2 separate regions of the Zea mays genome follow, and region 1 is linked to region 2. Evidence: chromatin contacts called from public Hi-C data. All regions are on one chromosome and are shown on one strand. Each heading gives the region's core, a stretch centred on a gene start, on an enhancer-like site or on the middle of the called end of the contact. The rest is flanking DNA. Distances are from core to core; before and after follow the strand shown. Region 1 has its middle 8.8 kb from the start of LOC100383327. Region 2 holds the start of LOC100193209 (Enhanced ethylene response protein 5).

Evidence for each region. A called contact is a pair of places that touch in the nucleus more often than the background predicts.
Region 1: a Hi-C map of ear shows a contact between it and region 2, with 2.6 times the contacts expected there. The contact joins the enhancer-like site here to the promoter of LOC100193209 in region 2. A contact is called at or near these places in 4 of 25 Hi-C or Micro-C datasets (ear, leaf and tassel).

The regions. Positions count from the first base shown.
Region 1 is chr7:110,793,704-110,797,669 of Zm-B73-REFERENCE-NAM-5.0, forward strand. No RefSeq gene overlaps it. Among protein-coding and RNA genes, the nearest start is that of LOC100383327, 8.8 kb to the right of the region's middle. Within about 2 kb of position 1,893, at least 13 of the 20 cell types and tissues checked have an H3K27ac peak or open chromatin away from gene starts, as enhancers often do. A contact at or near this core is called in ear, leaf and tassel, where this site is marked.
Region 2 is chr7:110,446,041-110,450,124 of Zm-B73-REFERENCE-NAM-5.0, forward strand. LOC100193209 (Enhanced ethylene response protein 5) reads right to left here and starts at 1,951. Exons shown (of 12, transcript NM_001138362.1): 1 at 1,634-1,951; 2 at 1,467-1,560; 3 at 1,289-1,378. The coding sequence starts at 1,932.

The DNA.
Region 1 (3,966 bases), core at 643-3,142, 350 kb after region 2:
TTCAATAATATAGTTTAATATTTGAATCACATAGATCTCCCATAAATCATAACTCCTTAACCATGACTCTGATCTTAGTAGTTCTCGAACCTACGATCTCGTAGCGACGCGTAAAATATTCTTATGCAGTTTGTTCTTATGTTTGGTGTGATGTTAATTTTGCCTATACACTGTTGTTTGTATTGCTACGACTAGTGCGAGGTTACGAGTCATCTGAAGAGCAAGTTGGTACCTGGAATCTCATGTCCCAGGCAAGTTGTGCTCTTGACCACTTTTTACTTACCCAATAATGTTCTCTATAATCATTTTGGCATGCATAGGCTTAATTATAATGGGACCCAATAGGTCACCCTAGTTTGGTTATCTTTACACCTTGTTTACCCCTGAACTATTTGGGTAGTTTTTGTTATTGCTCTATATAGTTTTGGGATTAATATTACATTATGATTATGTTCCAATTATATTGTTGTTTTACATATTGTTTATGACAATATCATTATATTAATTGGAACATGGAGCTTAACTTGAAAAACACGTGCCACCACAAGGGTGGAATGCAGGGACGCCTTTGGCTGACTAATTAGGAAAGGTAGTGGAAGACTACCTTACCCTAAAGGGGCAAGTGCAGTAGGGGAGTAGGCGTGTAGGGAGGTTATCGGGTTGATTTTGCTGCGATGGCGGTCAGACGAGGGATTCCTACATTGCTTTTCCTAGAAACTGTAGCGGATTTTCGGAAGCTAGTGGAACTTTGTAAAGGCTTCATAGTGGATATCTAGCCATTCACCTCGGAAGTGTCTAAGGGCCTTGCAAAACCTGGTGACATGGGATACACGACTTGTGGGTATAAGGTACAACCTCTGTAGAGTGTAAAACCGGTATACTAGTCGTGCTCGCGGTCATGAGCAGCTCAGGACTCTCGCATGATTAATTTATGGAACTAAATTCAATTTATCATATGCATTTCATCGCGGGTGTTGTTACCAATTTTGATCTACTACTTATTTGGGTTGGTATCTACTTATACTTAGTAAATACTAATAAAATTTTGACCAACTTTAAAAGCAATGCTCATCTTCAACCATCCTCTTTGGTAAGCCTTAAACTTCACATGAGCTCCCACCCTTGGCGAGTTCATGCACATTATTTTCCCACAACTTGTTGAGCGATGAATGTATGTGAGCTCACCCTTGTTGTCTCCCCCCCACAGGTCAAGAACAGGTACCGCAGGATGAGGCGCATGGAGGATGCTGTCATGAGTTCGTGAGAGGTCTAGGCTGTCGTCTCCCAGTCAACTTTGGGTTGCTGGATCGTTGTCTTCATATGATGTAATTATTTATTTTATTTTTTTTAAAGAACTCCTATTATATAGTAAAGATGTGATATTTGTTTCTGTACCATGAGTCATCGTATGTGTAAGACTTGGTCCTAGCACACTTGGTGATTATGTTCGCGCCCGGGCCTTGGTGTCCCGAATCCCAGGTGTGACACAATTTAGGGACTAAAGTGAAATAAAATAGAGTGGCTAAAAATTAGTCCCTTCAAACCAAACACGCCTCAGACTTTGTTTAGGTATTCTAGTATTGACCTCAATCCACGTGTGTTGAGTGGATTGGAGTGTAAATTAGTTTAAGTTACACCACAATCTATCTCAATACATATAGATTGAGCTCAATACTAGAATACTTAAAATAGGTCTCACTCGGTCATAGCCATGTCTAGCCATATACCCACGTGTTTTGCCCTACCACTCCTTGTCTTGCATTCTAACGCTGAAGATCGATTCTTTGGGACTTCGAGAAGATGATAATGGTGTTCTGACTTCTGACGTGATGAGCGGCGTGTCAAGTGGCTAGGGTACGGTAGGAGGCAGGTCTGCTACTACTCGACAAAGCTATCACTAGTGACAGCGTCCTATGGCCCCTAGACGTGCCAACGAGATTGATGGCAAGACGGTACGTAGCTCTCACGGTGGTTGGTCGATATTCTCTAAATATGTGCATTAAATAGCGGTCAATCACCTCTACATGACCATTTCAAGATTGATGGCAACCTCCACTACTTCTCTTCCAGCTACACTCAGCAAAGGTGGTGGTCGTGGATGGCAACTGCAAGACAAGGATGCTTTTTTTTTGCAGGACATCAGGGAATGTTTGTTGTAAGCTTAGGGCCACAATGAGGGTTATGATGCTCATCACCGTGCTCTAGAATTTCCCGTGGGAGATTGGGCCGGGTCTAGCTTCGTTTGCAGCATCGCATGGCAGTCACCATCAAAGATGAGACGGATCACAAGAGTTATATAAGTTTATGACACAAAAAAATACTATTTAAATACATTCTCATAGACACATCACGCTAATTAAATAATTAAAACATATAAGTATGATAATATACATTGTGGAAGGTGTATCTTATAGCAGTACCATACTTTTTATTCTATGTGGCATTCTTGGGCATTGGAATATGATACTTTAGATTGGGCATAACCTAATAAAGAGTTGTTCGCTTTTTTCCGAAATCAAGACATGGGACAATTCCTAACATGTTTGATTCTCTAATTTATATAAGTTTTGATCAGGCAAAATGATTCATGATCCATTCCTAGACAAACAAAAAAAGACCTAAGAGCATCTCCAACAACAAACCCTAAAATAGAGTCCTAAAATTTGAAATAGGACCATATTTAGAATGTTTAGGGTCACAAAAGAAATGTTTACTCCAATAGTCAGGCCTTAAATAATACTATTTAGGAAATAAATCATGATATTAGGAAATAAATGGTTAGAGATTAAGTGAAAATGAGGATAGGGCTCCAGTATATGGGTACTATATTTAGGACCTGAGAGACCAAGCCCTATAACCATTTGATGAAATTTTATAAAATAGGACCGCTGTTGGAAAGATGTTTTATGGTTTTGAGCCCTATATTTAAAATAGGACCATGTTTAGAGCCTCTCTTGGAGATGCTCTAAGAGAGTTATTCTAGAAGATTGTTAGGAGCCCTAGAAATCAGGTTTTTAGCTAAGAGAGTTATTCCAGGAGGTTGTTAATGGCTTAGCTATATAATGCCCAGCTAATCATTGAATAAGGACAAGCAAGATTAATCCTATTTCATCTCCAGAAAGGAGGACGAGGAGGGCCACTTGCCTCCCGTCTTCTAGTCATTCCTAGCCATATCATTATTCTAGGTGAGTACTCGCGTGTTGGAACGGAAATATATAATATCACAATAACTTATGTACAAATGTGAGTTATACTGTTATGAGAAAAGATTTCGTAATTCATTTGTGATCCTAGGTATACATAATTTATTATTTTAATCTAGCTATTTCACCATTACATTAGAACCAATCATTATTATGCAACCATCTAGTTATAAATATCCTAGATAAGTTTATGGAATGAACTTTGAACCAAATTCTTTCAGGTCACATGTAGAAGCTTGGTTGACCATAATCTCACCCATAATTCATTTCTGTTATACCATTCCCGAATGAGAAAGTATGCAAAAATGAAACCCATGTCACTAACCTTCCGAGTTGGTCTTCAGCTTTACATTGGGGTTCGATCACACAACCTAATTGCTAACTTAGCCCCAGATGAGCTATCACCTTTGAAGGACTTAACAAATTACGTATATACACTCACCACTTCATCTCCGTCCCCTCTTAATAATAGTAGGGAAGTAAACAAAAGAGATGAAGTTCTGCATGAAATATTTACCTATTCTAGGACAGAAATTAGTTCCATGGCAGTAGCTTTAAACCGCCTAGAAAGAGCAATAAGTTCATTGGACAGATTACTGTGTAAAAAATATCTGCTCATTGTGAATATATATCAGCCATAAGACAACTATAGGCTCACTTGTGTGGACACATGGCATACACAAGGTAAAATAAATAAAAAGGGCAACCATTTGCCTTCATCTATTATTTACGTTTATAGAATAGATCAATAGAATGCAGCACT
Region 2 (4,084 bases), core at 701-3,200:
TGATTGTTGGACATGTGCATTTGGCTGCTTCCTTGAGACAAGCTACAGGTAGTAGTCAGTAATCACTTCTTTATTCTTGCCTAATGGTATACATGTTTTGATCCTGATAGTAGTAAGTCTATTGTCTCTATGTCTGAAAAAAGGACAACTAATATTCAAGCTATATGCTGCCATGACAAAACCAATAGAGAAAATACTTAAAATGGCAATATATAGAAAAACACCAATACTAAGATAGACTAAAGCAAAATAATATCCCAAGGGAAAGCAAAAAAAAACTTAATAAAATCAATATGTTTGCTATATAGAGGGACTAATGCTAGATAAATGAATATCTCTGCTGGATAGGAGGACTTCCTCTTTAAGTAGTAGCTTAATTCATCTGCTACATGGATTGAGCAATGGAAGCACGCTTGCTACACTGTACCCAGGCCAAGCTAACAATCTTTGTCCAAAGAAATTATATTGCAAAAAAAAATGGTTGAGATGTAACAAGCACTTTAGTTGAAGAAAACATATTAAGCTAAGATTCTACAGTTTCTAGCAAAGATTTAGACATGTTGAATCACTTGAATGCAATGGAAACTATAACGGCAGAAATTAAAACTCTGCAAGCTCTACGGATGCAAGGCGGGTTATCTGCGAACCCACAAATAGGCTTAATTTTGTGGGTTATGTGGGTAACCCACAAAATTAAACCTATTTACGGGTTCGCAAACAACCTATCTTGCATCCCTAGCAAGTTCAAACTAAAATAATGTAATTAATATCTTATCATAGCAATGTACGGGAAATCAATTATTTATTTGTAAGTTGGGTTTGTCATGTGATTCTTCACAAATAGATGGTTTTCCTCTACGATTAAAGTGGTTTTTTCATGTACACGATAAAATGAAAAATATTGTACCATGTTTATTACTGGAATAGGGGAATACGAGGATTTCCCCATTCCAATACACTGGCATATTTGCTACAGGCGTATTTGCTACTTGCTAGTGATTCATCAAAGACCAAACTGAAGGAATAACCACAAAAGGTCTAGGAAGATTTCTATGTAAAACAATCACCTCAATGGTGTTCCTCATAATTTAATGAATCGGAAAATGATAAGACACTGCATCAAATGATAGTTTATCTTCTATAGTCCCAACATCAACTATTCAAGCCTAGCTGGTTAGCACAACAACTAACAAATGCAGTTCATAACTGTCCTGGTAATTCATCAAATGCTTAAAAAGACCAAATTCTGATTAAGAAGACTGCACAAATCTTTTGAACGATAACATACCGCTAGTGTACCAAAAACCTTCATCAGAAAAGACCCAGCCGCCTGAAGCTTGTCAGGGTTCTTTCCATTCGTCGCAAGCTCCCTATCTGCCTACATCAAGATAACGAACCAGAATATGTGAGCCGAAATAACAAAAAAAATACAAACCCAGATGGCCAGATCAGACACCTCCGCTCACCTTCTCGGCGATTAGCCTGATCTCGAGCGCCACAGTGTGCATCGCCTCCATCGCCCACGGCGTCTCCCAGTTCCTAAACTCCTGCAGGAACGCGCTGCAACCAAAAATACGTCACATCCTCGAAAACTCCAATAGATTGAACCGAATCGGGAAGATGCGGAACGAACTTGGAGGCCTTCTCGAACGAGGAGTAGGCGTCGGCGAAGCGCTGGATGGAGTGGAAGTGGATGGCTCGGAGCAACGGAACGAGGAGGTCGGCAAGGTCGGGGTAGCGATCTCCAGCGAGGCGCGGGAAGTCCGGGATGGCGGCGAGCGCGTCGGAGAGCGGGGTGGAGGCCGGCGCGGAGGAGACGGAAAGAAGGGAGGCGAGCGCGGCGGCGTCGGAGCAGGAGATGGCGTTGGTCACCCGAGAGAGGTAGTCGCCGATGCGGCGTTGCGCTTCACCCATGCTCAAGTACGCCGCCATCTCCAGGGACAGCGTCACAGCGGCCGCGTTGGGGTTTGGGGTTTCCGAATTCCGCGGCGGGCGGTGGCGGATGGTAGAAGCCGGTGCGCGACCAGTAAAACTGAGCCGGTCCGACCCGACCCGTCCGGCCCGAACAGATTTTATGGAGTGTTTGGTTTGAGGAATAATATAGTCCATCATCTTCTCACTCCTCACTTTTTTGTTTGGTTTGTGGAATGGAGTGAGTTAATTCATCACCACATCATTCCTTATAGTTAGTTGTTTAGTACTAATATGTGGAACGGAGTCATCCCACCAAATTTGAGGAATGGACCCATGATGCACCACTTCATTTTGGATAAAGTGGTTCATCAAACCAAACACCTCATTAGAGTATCTCTTAGGCCCTCGTTCGTTTACGTCGGATTGCACCCGAAATTGTTCCGGCTAATCAAAGTTTATATAAATTAGAGAAGCAATTCGGCTCGGAATCGTTTTGACCCACCAATCCGACACAAACGAACAAGGCCTTATGTGTTTTTATTCATGTGGATTCGAGCAGCTAATAAACGTGAGCAGGTTTGATATACCAAAATCACCTCACAATTTAGAGGTCCTGTTTGTTTCGGCTTCTGGCAGCTTCTGGTCACCAAAAGCTGCTGCGGACTGCCAAACGCTCAGCTTTTCAGCCAGCTTCTATAAAATTCGTTGGGGCAAAAACCATCCAAAATAGAAATAAACACATAATCGGTTGAGTCATTGTAATAGTAGGAATCCGTCACTTTCTAGATCCTAAGCCCTATGAACAACTTTATCTCCCTCCACATGTAATCGTAATGATACTCAGATTCTCTCCACAGCCAGATTTTCAGAAAAGCTGGTCAGAAAAAACTGAACCAAACAGGCCCACAGTTAGGCTAACCGCAGCGCTTCCTGCGGCAGCTCCCTCTCGGTAGAGGCAACAGGAAGCCGCTACGTGCCGCATCACTGCCCCCTAGAGTGCTCCCTACTGTGCAGCCGCACGCTCTCCTCTTATCTCTCCCTCCGGATGCAGCGTGCCCTCCTTTCCTCCCCTATCTACTATGTTGTGGGTACACGGTTAATTGTTAGTATATGAAAAATTGATAGGAGGTGAAAAATAGGTATAGAAAATGATATTTTATGGTTGTACTGAGGTATAGGGGGAGTATTTAGGGGAAACCGCTGCGGGAGATGAAAAAATAGAAAGTCAAATTGTCGGGTACCGTAATTAGGGGTACCCTCAACACTCCTAAACACGGCTGGTAAGCACCCTCAGCACAAACCGCAAAGGCTGATGGGCACGGTTCAGAGCAAGGCCTCGTCTACCAAGGGACGCAACCTCGCCTCGCCCGAGCCCGGCCTCAGGCAGAAACAGTAGTTTTGGACAAATTCACGCCTCGCCCGAGGGCCTCCTCAGATAGTGGGCGCACCCTCAGCTCGCCCGAAGCCCAGCTCGGGCAGGCTTCGTCGTGAAGCAACCTTGGCCAAATCGTCTTACCAACCGACCGTATCGCATGCGCATTCAATGTGAAGATCGCCTGGCACCTTATCCTGACACGCGCACCGCAGTCATCAAGGCCGAAGTGACCGCGGTCACTTCGCCCCTTCACTGACCGATCTGACAGGAAAATAGCGTCGCTCGCCCCGCTCCGACTACTGTGCCAACCACCCACCGGGGTAAGACTGACAACAGCCGAGTTCAGCCTCGGGCGCAACAGGAAGCTCTGCCTCGCCCGACCTTAGGCCTCGGCCTCGGGAGGAGGTCTCCGCCTCGCCCGACCCCAAGACTTGGTCTCAGCCTCGGCCTTGGGAGGAATCGCGTCCTCGCCCGACCCCGGCCTCGGCCTCAGGAGAAGTCTCCGCCTCGCCCGACCTTGGGCTCGGACCGACCGCGCCACAAGGGATACATCATTACCCTACCCCTAACTAGCTCAGGCTACGAGGGAACAAGACCGGCGTCCCATCTGGCTCGCCCCGATAACAGGTAATGATGGTTCCCCGCGTGCGTCCATGACGTCGGTGGTTCTCAGCCTCCTACGAAAGCAAGGAGACGTCAGCAGGATCCCAGCCGCACCGCCAGCTGTGCTTCTACAGGGCTCAGGCACTTCTCCGACGGCCACGTTATCGCGTACGCAGGGCTCAAGCACTTCTC